Linked DNA regions of Mus musculus: region 2 is linked to region 1. Evidence: chromatin contacts called from public promoter capture Hi-C data. All regions are on one chromosome and are shown on one strand. Each heading gives the region's core, a stretch centred on a gene start, on an enhancer-like site or on the middle of the called end of the contact. The rest is flanking DNA. Distances are from core to core; before and after follow the strand shown.

The links. Promoter capture Hi-C pulls out the DNA fragments that hold promoters and counts their contacts.
Region 2: a promoter capture Hi-C map of embryonic stem cells shows a contact between it and region 1, with 4 times the contacts expected there. The contact joins the promoter of Adcy6 here to the promoter of Tmem106c in region 1. A contact is called at or near these places in 4 of 39 promoter capture datasets (the SN4741 cell line, embryonic stem cells, pre-B cells and 1 more) and 1 of 115 datasets of contacts at active chromatin or transcription factors (large pre-B cells).

Annotation. Positions count from the first base shown.
Region 1 is chr15:97,959,801-97,966,647 of GRCm38.p6, reverse strand. It overlaps Tmem106c (transmembrane protein 106C), which reads right to left and starts at 2,419. Exons shown (of 8, transcript NM_001252153.1): 1 at 2,313-2,419; 2 at 1,618-1,808; 3 at 338-401. The coding sequence starts at 1,798.
Region 2 is chr15:98,602,105-98,608,951 of GRCm38.p6, reverse strand. Adcy6 (adenylate cyclase 6) reads left to right here and starts at 4,220. Exons shown (of 21, transcript NM_001368413.1): 1 at 4,220-5,078. The coding sequence starts at 4,221.

The DNA of each region.
Region 1 (6,847 bases), core at 1,170-3,669:
ACATTTCTTTGCCCAGACTGTAACACGAGACAGAGACATTTCACTTAAGCAAAAGTTCTAGGGGAAATGGGGAGGACTAGGCTATCGTTCAGTGGAAGAGTGCTTGTCTAGTAAGTGAGAGGGCCTGGGTTCAAGCCTTAGTATCACAATAAATAAATAAATAAATAAATAAATAAATAAATAATGAGGTAATAATCATAAATTAGTGGATAAAGAAAATAAGGAAACAGGGCAGATATAAGAACAGACATCTTTCTCAAAGATTACTTGGTGTTCTTTCATAGAGAGGAGTTGGGAACAGAAGAAGGTATTGGCAGATGAGAGCCAGCCAACTCACGTTCTCTGAGGACGCAGCCTCTGGTCACTGTGGGGGATCAAAGCCACCAACTCATTGACTTGCTCTAGAAAAGCAGCAAACACAGACTCATTCTGTAAACCCCAGGTATGAGTGGCCCTTCCTCTTCTTGTCACATTTCGCCGTCAACTGGCACAGCTGAGATTCAGCTGGGCTTAGACACTAAAACGTACACTTTTGGTTGGATGAAGGAACGGGTAAATGTAGAGACAGGATAAGAAAAGCTGGAGGGGAAGAAACAGATTAGCCTAAGGAGAACGCCACAAACTGTAAAACTTCTACCAGCACCGTAGGGCTGCGGCACTGAGGCTGGGGGGCTCTTGCCTTCGCTGTCTTTGACGAAGTCTCGGAACATCTCAAAGCCATTGTCACTTTTCACTTGGAGCTTTGTGTGGTTTGTAAGGTTCTTAAAAGCTCTAATCTCTGTGACTCCCCCAACACCTAGGGTCAACTTAGTGGCAGCTGTTGCTACAGATAATCCAGGCCCCACTCCTGAGCCGACTGTCACTCCCCACCCCCTGGTATTCTGCTGACCCCTGGCTACTGCTCATGGTGCCTTTGTTTGTAAAGGATCTGCTAGAATATCTCCTTCACAATGCTGTGGCCATCCTTATGAGCAAGAACGATAGAGAAACATCCTTGTCAACAGATCCCACAGCAGAGAAATAAACATTCCAAACCAGAGAGGGGCTGGGAACCCGGAGTGGCCTAGGAAGATGTCTCAGTGGATACAGACGGGATTAGGTCGGCCCACGGGGCGTGTCTGTGAGTGATTTTCTTAACTGGGTTTACTGAAATGTGAAGACCCTCCCTAAATGTGGGTGGCACCCATTTCATAGGCTGTATCTCTGAATGAATAGGGAAGGGGAAACCAGGTACGAGCACTCCTCGCTCGCTGTTTGCTGTGACTATAAGGTGACATAAGCGATTTCAAATTGCTGCTGTTGTATAACTTGTCCTCAGTGATGGAGCTGTGACCTGGAGCTGTGAATCAGAATAAACCTTCATCCCCTAAATTGCCATTGTCAGAGTATTTTATCAGAGCAACCAGAAAAGAAACTAAGGCATTAATAAAGGAGTAGAAATGAAGAAGAGAAAGGGTTCCGAGTGTAAGATTTAAAAAAAACAAAAAACAAAAAACCTGGAGTCTGTCCATTTATCAGGGCAGCGGAGCTGGCTACAATTCAGGGCGGGCTATGACTATGGAGGGCTGGCTGGAGCAGATGCCAGAGTGCTTTCCGTGTGATGGCCGATGGTCTCACCTGCTGGGATGTAGCCTGCTCCTTGGCAGGTGTGACAGGTGATGCTATTTCTCCCAGTGAACTCCACATAGGGGAACTGAGCGATGGCTTCCTCCTGATCTCTATCAGCCAGCAAGTCCTCCGGGTTGTCATCCTTCTTTCGCTGACAAAATGTGAGGGCAGAGGAGTGCTGAGACCCCATGTGTCATCTCCTATATGGGGAGGGGGGTGGTGAGCGCGTGTTAGTGTCCATGTGGGGCCGCTCTAGAGGTAAAAAAAAATCACTTCTGCATAAAGTGCAAAATACTGAGCAAGAGGCTGTTGTTCTAAGTGTGTGCCTGTGTGCGCAACACTGGCAGTTCCTACTGCGGCCTTCCTTTTGCAGCAGTGTCCCGTGTCGTGTCTGGCCTCCCCTCCCCCTGGAATAGGACGGCCCTCGCTGGATTAGGCTCTCTGCCCGGAAGACCCCATCTCCCCTCCTGCTCCCCCACCCCACCCCGCCGCTTCCTCCCCTCTGTTTGCAAACTCAAAAGGCAAACAGGCTGCACCTCGGGCACACAAACAACAGGCACCAGATTAATTAAAGGCCTCAGCGATCCCCATTCTCCTCCACTCCCAGCCGAGGAGGCGGGCTCAGGTCACGCCCCCGCACAAAAAAAGCCACGTTCCGAACGCGTTCAGGCCTCCGAGGCTCGGGAACGCGGGCGCCCCCGGACCTGTGGCGCACCAACTGCTGGCAGTTACTCCCGGGACCACTCCTCCCTCCACCTGCCCGCTCCAGCGAGTCCTCGGCGCGCCTCCGCCCGTGCGCACGCGCAGAACCGCAAGCCCGCCCGAGGACCCGGGCGAGCGCGAGCGCCTGCGCCTGCGCCCTGAGCTCCAGCGCGTCCCTCCTGCCGCGCAGCGGCAGCGCACCTACCCACCGGTAGGGGGCGACAGAGAACCGCGGAGGTGCTCGGAGACAGAACGTCGCTCCTCTATACCCCCAGATCTGAGCTTCCGGATCAGAGCGCTTCTGTGTGAGAGGAGGACGGCCAAAGCCATTCTCTCCGCACAGGGACACGGGGCATAAAGAAACCCAAAACCCAGAACCTGTACTAGGTCCCGGCAGAGGATCTGAATGCCTAAAGAGCTTATGGAGAACCACTGTGACAAGGGGCCTGATTGGAGGCAACTTCCATCGGAGTCCTGCTGGCTAGTCAAAAGAATGAAACCCAAAGCTAAGTTTTGCAAGGTGATCCTATTTCAGGACCACTATCCACAAAAAACGTGGGATGGGCATAAAGGGTTTGAGAGCTCCTCCGAAAGCTAAAGTGCCACAGAAGCGAAATGAAACTGGCGAAGAGGGCTAAAGAGCCCTGTGTGATGGTGCACGGGGCTTCCAGCATCTGAGAGACAGCAGGATCGCCACAAATTCAAATTAGCCTAGAACGTGAGTTTGAGGCCAGCCAGCAAAGTGAGACCCTGTTTTAAGAACAGCAAGAGAAGATTTATTTTATTTAAATGACGACCCTGTAGCCGTCTTCAGACACTCCAGAAGAGGGCATCAGATCTCATTACAGACGGTTGTGAGCCGCCATGTGGTTGCTTGGAATTGAACTGAGGACCTCTGGAAGAGCAGTTAATGATCTTAACAGCTGAGCCATCCCTCCAGCCCTACTTCTATGTCTCTTACTTAAATAAATCTGATGATATTGGGAGAAATAAAGGCTAAGCTAAAAACATATTGTTTGGTTGCAGTTAATGAACTCTGGTGATACTGTTCTGCCCAGTTTGGGGGAAGGTTGTAGATTTTTTTCTAGTAAAAATTCTGTGTCTCCTTAAAGTAGATAGAGACTCAGCTGATCCTCTCACTCTTCCTGTCTGGACTGTGAGCTTGGTATTAGAGATTAAAGTAGCTGTGTTGTGACCAAGAGGCCATGAGGAACTCTGGACAGAAGGATAAAAGAAATCAGGTCCCTGATAGAATTCTGATCTTCCTAGATTTCATGTTCTCACAGTGGGACACAATCCTAATAAATATAGACACAGCGCAAATAAAGAGGAAAGCTTGGTCTGTTAGTTGGTCTTGGTTTTGGAGTTTTTGTTTGGATGGTTTGATTTGGTTGTTTTTTGTTTATTTGTTTTTTTCATAATTTTTTGTATTATTTAAATGCACTTTATACATCAAACATATTAATATTATGGAGTATTTTGAGAATCAAATAATACATAAAATTTTGTTCAACTTTTATATTCATATCCTAAAAATATCATTAATGAATATTTAATACTATCCATAACTGAGGATCCTATATCTAACATTGAATACTAAATTGTTTCAAAACATACAAAATATTCTATTGTAATTAAGCATAGTAAAAGAGCATAAAATATTAAAAATGAATCATTAAGGAATATATTCAAAAGCCCTTATATGATAGCACCTGACATAGTGAGAGAGTATTTAAAATGCATTATATATCTGTGAACATTGTCTAACAATCAGTTTACTTTAAAAAGATTATCAGTGTTTCTAAGAGAGAAATTACTTTATCAGTAAGTATATTTTAAAAATTTCAAAATAGCAAAAACTTTTTGAAGTGAAACATTAAGAAAATGCTAAGTTCTAGCATAGAGAGAAAAATTATCAATAATATTTCCATGATGTTTGTAGAACATGATTTTACTATTTTCAACTGTTAATATTCAACAAACTGTAATTATTTTAAGATATACTTTGTTATGTCTCCCTTTTCATTTCTGATTTTATTAATTTGGATACTTTCTCTTTGCCCTCTGGTTAGTCTGGTTAAGGAAGGGTTTACGTATCTTTTTGATTTTCTTAAAGAACCAGCTGATGGTTTTGTTGATTCTTTGTATGGTTCTTTTTGTTTCTATTTGTTTGATTTCAGTCCTGAGTTTGATTATTTCCTGCCGTCTACTCCTTTTGGGTGAATTTGCTTGTTTTTGTTCTAGAGCTTTCAGGTGTGCTGCCAAGCTGCTAGTGTAAGCTCTCTCCAGTTTTCTTTTAGAGGCACTTAGAACTATGAATTTTCCTCTTACCACTGCTTTCTTTACATAAGTTTACATAAGTGTTACATAAGTTTTGGTATGATGTGTCTTCATTTTCATTAAATTCTAAAAAGCCTTTAATTTCTTTCTTTATTTCTTCCTTGAACAAGTTATCGTTGAGTAGAACATTGTTCGGCTTCCATGTGTGTGTGTGTGTGCTTTCTGTTGTTTTTGTTGGCATCTAAGAGAGCCTTAGTCCATGGTGATATTATAGGGTACATGGGATTATTTTAGTCTTCTTGTATCTGTCAAGGCCTGTTCTGTGGCTAATTATATGGACACTTTTGGTGAAGGTACCGTGAGGTGCTGAGAAGAAGGTATATTCTTTTTGCTTTAGGATGAAATGTTCTATAAATGCCTGTTAGATCCATTTGGTTCATAACTTCTGTTAGCTTCACCGTGTCTCTGTTTAGTTTCTGTTTCCATGATCTGTCCATTGCTGAGAGTGGGGTGTTGAGGTTTCCCACTATTATTGTCTGGGGTGCGATGTGCTTTGAGCTTTATAGTAAAGTTTCTTTTATGAATGTGGGTGCTCTTTCATTTGGAGCATAGATGTTCAGAGTTGAGAGTTCCTCTTGGTAGATTTTTTTTCCTTTGACCAGTATGAAGTGTTCTTTCTTATCTTTTTTGATGACTTTTGGTTGAAAGTTGATTTTATTCGATATTAGAATGGCTACTCCGGCTTGTTTCTTGGGACCATTTGCTCGGAAAATTGTTTTCCAACCTTTTACTCTGAGGTAGTGTCTGCCTTTGTCACTGAAGTGCGTTTCCTGTATGCAGCAAAATGCTGTGTCCTATTTATGTATTCAGTTTGTTAGTCTATGTCTTTTTTGGGGAATTGAGTCCATTGATGTTAAGAGATATTAAGGAAGAGTGATTGTTACTTCCCATTATTTTTGTTGTTAGAAGTGGGATTATGTTTGTGTGGCTATCTTCTTTGGGGTTTGTTGAAAGATTACTTTCTTGCTTTTTCTAGGGTGTAGTTTTCCCCCTTGTGTTGGTGTTTTCCATCTATTATCCTTTGTAAGGCTGGATTTATGGAAAGATATTGTGTAAATTTGGTTTTGTTATGGAATATCTTGGTATTTCCATCTATGGTAATTGAGAGTTTTGCTGGGTATAGTAGCCTGGGCTGGCATTTGTGTTCTCTTAGGGTCTGTATGACATCTGCTCAGGATCTTCTAGCTTTCATAGTCTCTGGTGAGAAGTCTGGTGAAATTCTGATAGGCCTGCCTTTATATGTTACTTGACCTTTTTCCCTTATTGCTTTTAATATTCTTTCTTTGTTTAGTGCATTTGGTGTTTTGATTATTATGTGATGGGAGAAATTTCTTTTCTGGTTCAGTCTATTTGGAGTTCTCTAGGCTTCTTGTATGTTCATGGGCATCTCTTTCTTTAGGTTAGGGAAGTTTTCTTCTATAATCTTTTTGAAGATATTTACTAGCCCTTTAAGTTGGGAATCTTAGCTCTCTTCTATACCTATTATCCTTAGGTTTGGTCTTCTCATTGTGTCCTGGATTTCCTGGATGTTTTGGGTTAGGAGCTTTTTGCTTTTTGCATTTTCTTTGACTGTTGTGTCAATGTTTTCTATGGTATCTTCTGCACCTGAGATTCTTTCTTCTATCTCTTGTATTCTGTTGATGATGCTTGCATCTATGACTCCTGATATCTTTCCTAGGTTTTCTAACTCCAGGATTGTCTCCCTTTGTGATTTATTTATTGTTTCTATTTCCATTTTTAGATCTTGGATGGTTTTGTTCATTTCCTTTGCCAGTTTGACTGTTTTCTTGTAATTCTTTAAGGTATTTTTGTGTTTTGTCTTTAAGGGCTTCTAGCTGTTTACCTGTGTTCTCTTGTATTTCTTTAAGGGAATTATTTATGTCCTTAAAGTCCTCTATCACCATCATGAGAAATGATTTTAGATCTGAATTTTGTTTTTTCTGGTGTGACGGTGTATCCAGGACTTGCTATGGTGGGAGAATTGGGATCTAACGATGCCAAGTAACTTGGTTTCTGTTGCTTATGTTCTTACGCTTGCCTCCCGCCATCTGGTTATCTCTAGTGCTACCTGCCCTCGCTATATCTGACTGGAGCCTGCTCTCCTTGTGATTCTGGTTGTGTCAGAACTCCTCAGAGTTCAGCTGTCTCTGTGATCCTGGGATCCTGAGATCCTGGGGGCGTTAGAGTGCCTGGGAGT
Region 2 (6,847 bases), core at 2,971-5,470, 640 kb before region 1:
TGGCATCGGGGATGTGGGGGTGAGTTTGGAGTGTTGAGACGGCGCTGAGAGGAGAGGGAGGCCCCTCGCCCTGCCCTCGCCCTGAACCTTTGGAATGAAAGGGTAGTGTCAATGCCTACTTCCCCAAGGCCTGTTGCGAGGTGGGCAGGGGTGGGGTGGGGTGTGGGCAGACTTTATTCAGTGTAGGCCCAGCGGCCTGCCTGAAAGACCAGAGGTGCTAAGATTAGGCGGTGGGAGAGCCTTTCGGTACCTGTGTCTCCCCAGAGTGTCTCTGTAGCCAGGGGGCCTGATGGGGTGTTGTCTGGTTGGAACTGGCTGGCTGTGGGAACCTTTTTGGTCCTTAGGGAGAACCAGGGCTTGGGAAGAAGGCTGCCCTGAACCTACAGATACAAGCCCTGGGGAAGTTCTACATCTGGAAGGGCCTGGAAATTAAGAGGGCTGGGTTTCAGCATCGCCTGTTGGTCGTCCCCCCCCCCCCCCCCCCGCATAATCTTCAGCATGAACTTTCTGAAGACTTTTAAATCATTTTGCCAACAAGGGCAGAGGTGGAAAGACCCTGGGGATGTGGTGGCTGAGAGGTGGCCAGAAAGATGAGGGTTGGGCAAAGTCGTGGGCAGAGCCAAGCCTTGACTTTCAGACCCTGGTCTCAGGCGGAAGGACCAGGATTTGGGAGGGACTTGAGGTCTGGCCCTGGGACTATGGCACTTGGGGCTGAGTGGATATGATTTGGTTGTGGGAGCTGGTTGTATATGCAATAGCACATCTGTGAGAGAGAGCAAAGGACTCAGGGGAGAAGGGGGTCAAGAGGCACAAGGCTCAAGAGCCCAGAGGCAGAAAAGAGATGCGGTGTGCACAGGGGGATTCGGGGAACATAGAAGTTTTGTGGCTTGGAACAATGCCTTCTGTTTTCTTGCTCTAGGAAGTTGGCATAGAGGAGCCCTGTGAGTCCTTTAGGGTGGGCAGTGCCTGAGAGCCCAGGGTGGGACGTTTGTCATTTGGTTGAACAGTTACAGAGTTATCCCCTTGGGGAGTCAGAGTGTTCTTGAAGGGTCATATGTTTCCCTGATAGCGTCTGCCCCTTCCTCTGTGAGTATGAGCCAGATGCAAGGATGTGCTTCCAGGGGGCTGGGAACACAGCCAGAAACAGGTCCTCTGGGAATAGAGATCTGGGCCAGTGGTAGTGGTGGCGAGATAAGAACGGGGAAGGGGACTGGAGAATGGGAAGAGGCGGAAGAGAAATGTCATGATGTGTGGAGCCTGTTGGGGAGGGGTGTGTGTGTGTGTGTGTGTGTGTGTGTGTGACATAGTGGGAATCTGCATTCTGTGTTCTGTCTCCAGCAGCTCTGGAGACTGACAGCAGGGGACATGGGGCCTGATAGGCAGGCATCTGACTGGCTGGAGGGATACACGTTCTTACTCATGACTGTTGTCTTTCCATCTCTTGGACACTGACAGAGATTTGCATTCAAAGGTTTGTACGGCGAGAGAACTAATGTTTATAGTGGAGAACTAATGTTTACAGTGTGTAGCGTGGCAGGGAATTGTTAAGGAGTCTCATCAGGACCATTCCCCTCTCGTACTTCAGGTGAGGTGGAGACAGGTGGATAGCTTGTCCCTTGTCTCAGCAGGCTGACAAGTCACTTTAAGAGTTGAAACCTGATCTTGTGCCCAAGATCTTGCTTCCAGGCTTTCTTTGGTGACCTTTTCCAAATGCCAGCCTGACCTGAAATCTTGTACTTCTGATCTGTCCTTCAAGATGGTGCTATTGGTGTTAAGAAGTTGAAGGGCATGCTGCCCTGTGGATGTAGTAGGGGCGCTGGCAGAACGTGGCTGAGGGAGACCTAGAGATGGAGTGTGAAGAAGCCCCTGGCTTTCCTTCTGCTTTGGGTTCCTCGGGGCAGCTGCTTGGAGTGTTGTTATCCCTCCTAAGCCTCTGGCTCTGGGGCCACCTGGGGCAGTTGCTGTGTAAGCTTCTCTCTAGTTCCCTAGTGAGTACAAATGTCAGTGCTGCCAGCTCAGTGTAAGGACAAGGGCCCCCTCAGGGTGCCCTGAAGCATGGAGGAGTTTGGTTCTGATGGTGGCGTCGTCTATGGTTGGCGTAAATGGCTTTCACACTCTCAACCTGGGCTCAGCCGGGAGACGTGGTAAGGTGATTGTCATGGTGTCATCCACCCAGTCCAAGGCGTGTTCTTTCTGAAAATGTAGGATCTTAGTCCGATTTAGTTGTCCGGTGTCTTTACGACCAGGGTGAAACATGGAAAACTGCTCTGGATGTCAGCTCTCCGTTTTTTGTTTGTTTGTTTGTTTGTTTTTGTTTTTCTCTTTCAAATCTGCCCTGGGAGGCCGTAGGACAAGCTTCACGGGCCTTTGGTGAAGAAGACATGAAATTAGGCATGTGAAAAGATATTGGAAGTTTACGACAGAGAGAAAATATAATATAGCTAGTGGCCGGCCATCCATCCGCTCAGCAAACGTTGAGGAGCAGCGGGCACCACAGGACACAACCAAACACCCAAATCTTTGGCTCTCCCAAGTTGGCACGGCTGTTAGGAGTGCCGACGAGCAAATAAGAAAAAGGAAAATTATAGAACGGCAGTTGCTGATAAGAGCTGCGGGGAGAGAGAAAAATTATAAAGCTGGGGAGGGAGATACGGAGCCCCAGGAAAGGGAGTTGCTATTTTAAAAGGCTGTGAGAGAGCAGAGCTGATAAGGGACTTGGGCTGTGACCTAAAGGAGCTCCTATTCCAGTTGGGAACAGCAAGTACCAGGGTACCAGCCTGGGCAGAGCCTGGCATACTGGGGAACAGCAGACAGGCTGGTGTGACAGGTGTGATGAGGAAGACACGGGACCTGGACTGTCAGAATTAGCTGGGTTATTAGTTATTCCATGTGGACTGCTCTAAAGCATTCATGTTCTTTCTCCTTGTCGGCTCTCCACCCAGCTCTTTGTGATACTAAGTGTGGAACCCAACGCCTTGTGTGTTCTAAACAGGCATTCTACCACTGAGCCGCACTCCCCTCCCTCCTTTCCTCCTTATTGTTTGCTCCTACGTTTATTGAGCACCTACTGTTAGCCCCAATAGCTCTGGAGATGAAGTGCTGACAAAAATAGGTATAGTTTCTACATGCACAAAGCTTGTAGTCCCCGGGACGGAGGCGTACGTTAAACGAGAAATGATTTAATTATAATGGCAATAAGTACTGTGGAGGAGATGAACAGAGGTTAAACTGGACCAAACGTAGTCTTAGGGGTGGGGCTGGGAAATTTTCCGTGAGGAAGTAACGTTTAAACTGTGACCTGTGGGAGAAATTGAATTTAGTTTGCTGAAGAGTGTGTGTGTGTGTGTGTGTGTGTGTGTGAGAGAGAGAGAGAGAGAGAGAGAGGGGGGAAGGAGGGAAGGAAGGAAGGAAGGATATGGAAAGAATCCCTTTTGTGTAGAGGTCAACGATCAACAGTTCACAGCAGAACATATTCTGTTGACAAGATGTATTAGGCTTGTGTGTAGTTTGTTTTTGTTTTGTTTTCTTTTCTGAGACAGGGTTTCTCTGTGTAGCCCTGGCTGCCCTGCAACTCACTTTGTAGACCAGGCTGGCCTCGAACTCAGAAATCTGCCTGCCTCTGCCTCCCGAGTGCTGGGATTAAAGGCGTGTGCCACCACACCCAGCTCAATTTTTTAAAATATGCTTTTATGTGCATTGGTGTTTTGCTTTCATGCATGTTTGCATGAGAAAGTCAAAGCCCCTGGAGCTGGAGCCATAAACAGTTGTAAGATCTGCTTTGTGGGTGCTAGGAATTGAACCAGAGTCCTTCAGAAGTATGGGGAGTGCTCTTAAAAACTTAGCTCTCAGATCCTTTACTTATATGGTTGCTGGGTCTTTTCCATGTGTCTGTGTTCCTTACCTTTGAGTGGGGGTGCAGCTGCCTCTCCTGGGGCAGTTTTATCAAGACGGTGGGAATGGGAACTGGTGAGATGGCTCCTCAGTTAAGAGCACTGACTGCTCTTCCGGAGGTCATGGGTTCAAGTCCCAGCAACCACATGGTGGCTCACAACCATCCACAACGAGAAGCAAGCAAGCAGGGCTGGAGCAAGAGGGAGAAGGGGGGGAAGATGGTGGGAATGAAGACCAGAGTTGTAGGAAGCGCTCAGGTCACAGGCTACTATGGTGGCTGTGGCCACGCAGTGGTATTAATACCATTCCCTGTCTCTCCTCCCAGCAGCATGTCATGGTTTAGTGGCCTCCTGGTTCCCAAAGTGGATGAACGGAAAACAGCTTGGGGGGAACGCAATGGGCAGAAGCGCCCACGCCACGCGAATCGAGCCAGTGGCTTCTGCGCACCTCGCTACATGAGCTGCCTCAAGAATGCGGAGCCACCCAGCCCCACTCCTGCAGCTCACACTCGGTGCCCCTGGCAGGATGAAGCCTTCATCAGGAGGGCGGGCCCGGGCAGGGGTGTGGAGCTGGGGCTGCGGTCAGTGGCCTTGGGGTTTGACGACACTGAGGTGACCACACCGATGGGCACAGCTGAAGTGGCACCGGATACATCGCCTCGGAGCGGTCCGTCCTGCTGGCACCGGCTTGTGCAGGTGTTCCAGTCTAAGCAGTTCCGCTCTGCCAAGCTGGAGCGGCTGTACCAGCGGTACTTCTTCCAGATGAACCAGAGCAGCCTCACGCTGCTCATGGCGGTGCTGGTGCTGCTCATGGCTGTACTGTTGACTTTCCACGCTGCGCCTGCCCAGCCTCAGCCTGCTTACGTGGCCCTGCTGACCTGTGCCTCTGTCCTTTTTGTGGTACTCATGGTGGTGTGTAACCGACACAGCTTCCGCCAGGACTCCATGTGGGTGGTGAGCTATGTGGTCCTGGGCATCCTAGCAGCCGTGCAAGTCGGGGGTGCCCTGGCAGCCAATCCACACAGCCCCTCGGCGGGCCTTTGGTGCCCCGTGTTCTTCGTCTACATCACCTACACTCTTCTTCCCATTCGCATGCGAGCCGCAGTACTCAGCGGCCTGGGCCTCTCTACTCTGCATTTGATTTTGGCCTGGCAGCTCAACAGCAGCGACCCCTTCCTTTGGAAGCAGGTAGGTGTGACAGAGTGAGGGTGGGAAAGAGAACTTGCTGATGGAGGGACACAGTATCGATATAGCCATGTCTAGATCGATCAGGCCAAGCTTCACGGGCTAGCCTCTGCTTGGGACTTGTATCAGTGAGCATTGACGAGGAACAGGTCTGTAGTGTGTCACCACAGGCCAGTCTTCAGCTCTTTGGCTTAGGTCAGTAGACATGCCATGTGCAGGTCTCCCTGACCTCTTGGTAACCTCTGAGACTCAAGCCCTGTTGTTACTCCTACGAAGAAGCAGCTGTAGGTAGTTTTGCAAAGCTTCCATAAGCAAGGCCTTTCTGCTCCTTGCCAGAAGCTGTGGCCTGTAGCCCACCATGGCCTCAAAAACAAAGAGAAAGTTGCTTGGGGCTCCTGGGGTGAGGAGCTGGGTACTTGGGCTTCATGCCCTTCCCTGCTTGGAACAGTACATACCTTTTTAACAGTAACTTTATAGCTAGTTTGTTGTGGAGCAGAGTCCCCGCAGGGCACTGTCAGACCTCTTAAAGGGACAGACCCTTCTGTGCTAGCTAGGCCCTAGGTTCTCTTCTTGGTTGCCTGAGAAGTGGGGGTTTGGGGTGAACTGCTCTTCTGGGGGAGAAGATGCTCAGGAGTGATGTGGTATCCCCCCCCCCAACTCCGTCAGACTTGCCAGAAGGTGGGTGTGTGACTCTTCTCTGCTCTCAGCTGGCCTGGCGCCCAGGGCCCAGCCCTGTGCCTGATAGATGGGGGAGGTTGGGTCTGGGAGGCCGGAACTGCCAGCCTCCTACCTCACCAAGGTGCCTGGCTTCAGTTCCACCCCATGGGGTCCCCACATTCCTGGGATAGTAGAGAAAACTCTGCTTCTCTGCCCATCTGCAGTGTCTCAGAACTGAGAACCACTTCAGGTGCCCAGTGGGGCCTGTGAGTGTTTCTGCATGGAGTAGGGGCTTGTAGCCTCCTTGGGCAATCCCTTCCCAGGTCCAGCCCCACTTGTGTCCGAAGGAAGAACTTTTTTTCTGATGCACTCACTGAGACGCCCCGAGCAGTGACTAGGCTGGGGTGGCCTCCAGAGCCTTGGCATCCATTTTTTTTTCTCACGGTAGATAGGAATGAGTGTGGTTATTTCAGTCTCTCATCCCTCTCCCCCATCCCTCTGCTGTGACTCACATTTTCCTTTTGGGCTCCTGGGGCCAGCAAGGGAAGTTGCCTGGATTGCCCCCCTGCCGCCCCCCCACTGGGGGCTATTCTTAGAAGCCCCCAAGGGAGATAGAGTGCCCCCTCTTCACCCCTGCTGCTGAGAGGGGAAGCTCTGTGTGGATTCTCTGGAAGCTTCGTGGACTGGGAAGGGCAGCTGAAGGCCAGTCCGAGAGGGTCCGTGCTGGAGTTAGGAGCTAGGGGTTAGCCGGACCTCGGTTTTACACGGAGGAATCAAAGATTAAATGTCCTGTCCAAGTCTGCAGGTCTAGTTCTGGTTCAGGGCAGTTAGTAAGCCTTCCCTGCTTTCTCCAGAAACTTAGCCCTGCCCCATCCAGCTTGGGTGGAGTCCCAGAGCCAGTTAACCCCCAAGTCTCCAGCAACCCTGAAGCGGGCATGTCTCAGACAGTGTTTGCTAGTCAGTTGTTCTGACTGTGGTTTGGGACTGGTGTTGCAGAGGGTGAGCGCTTAGGCATGAGGTCCTGCAGAGGGGGGTGTGTGTGTAAGCGGTGGGGAAAGGGAGAGAGGGGAAGGAGGAAGAGGACGGGACAGGAGAGGAGTCGAATCCTATCTTGT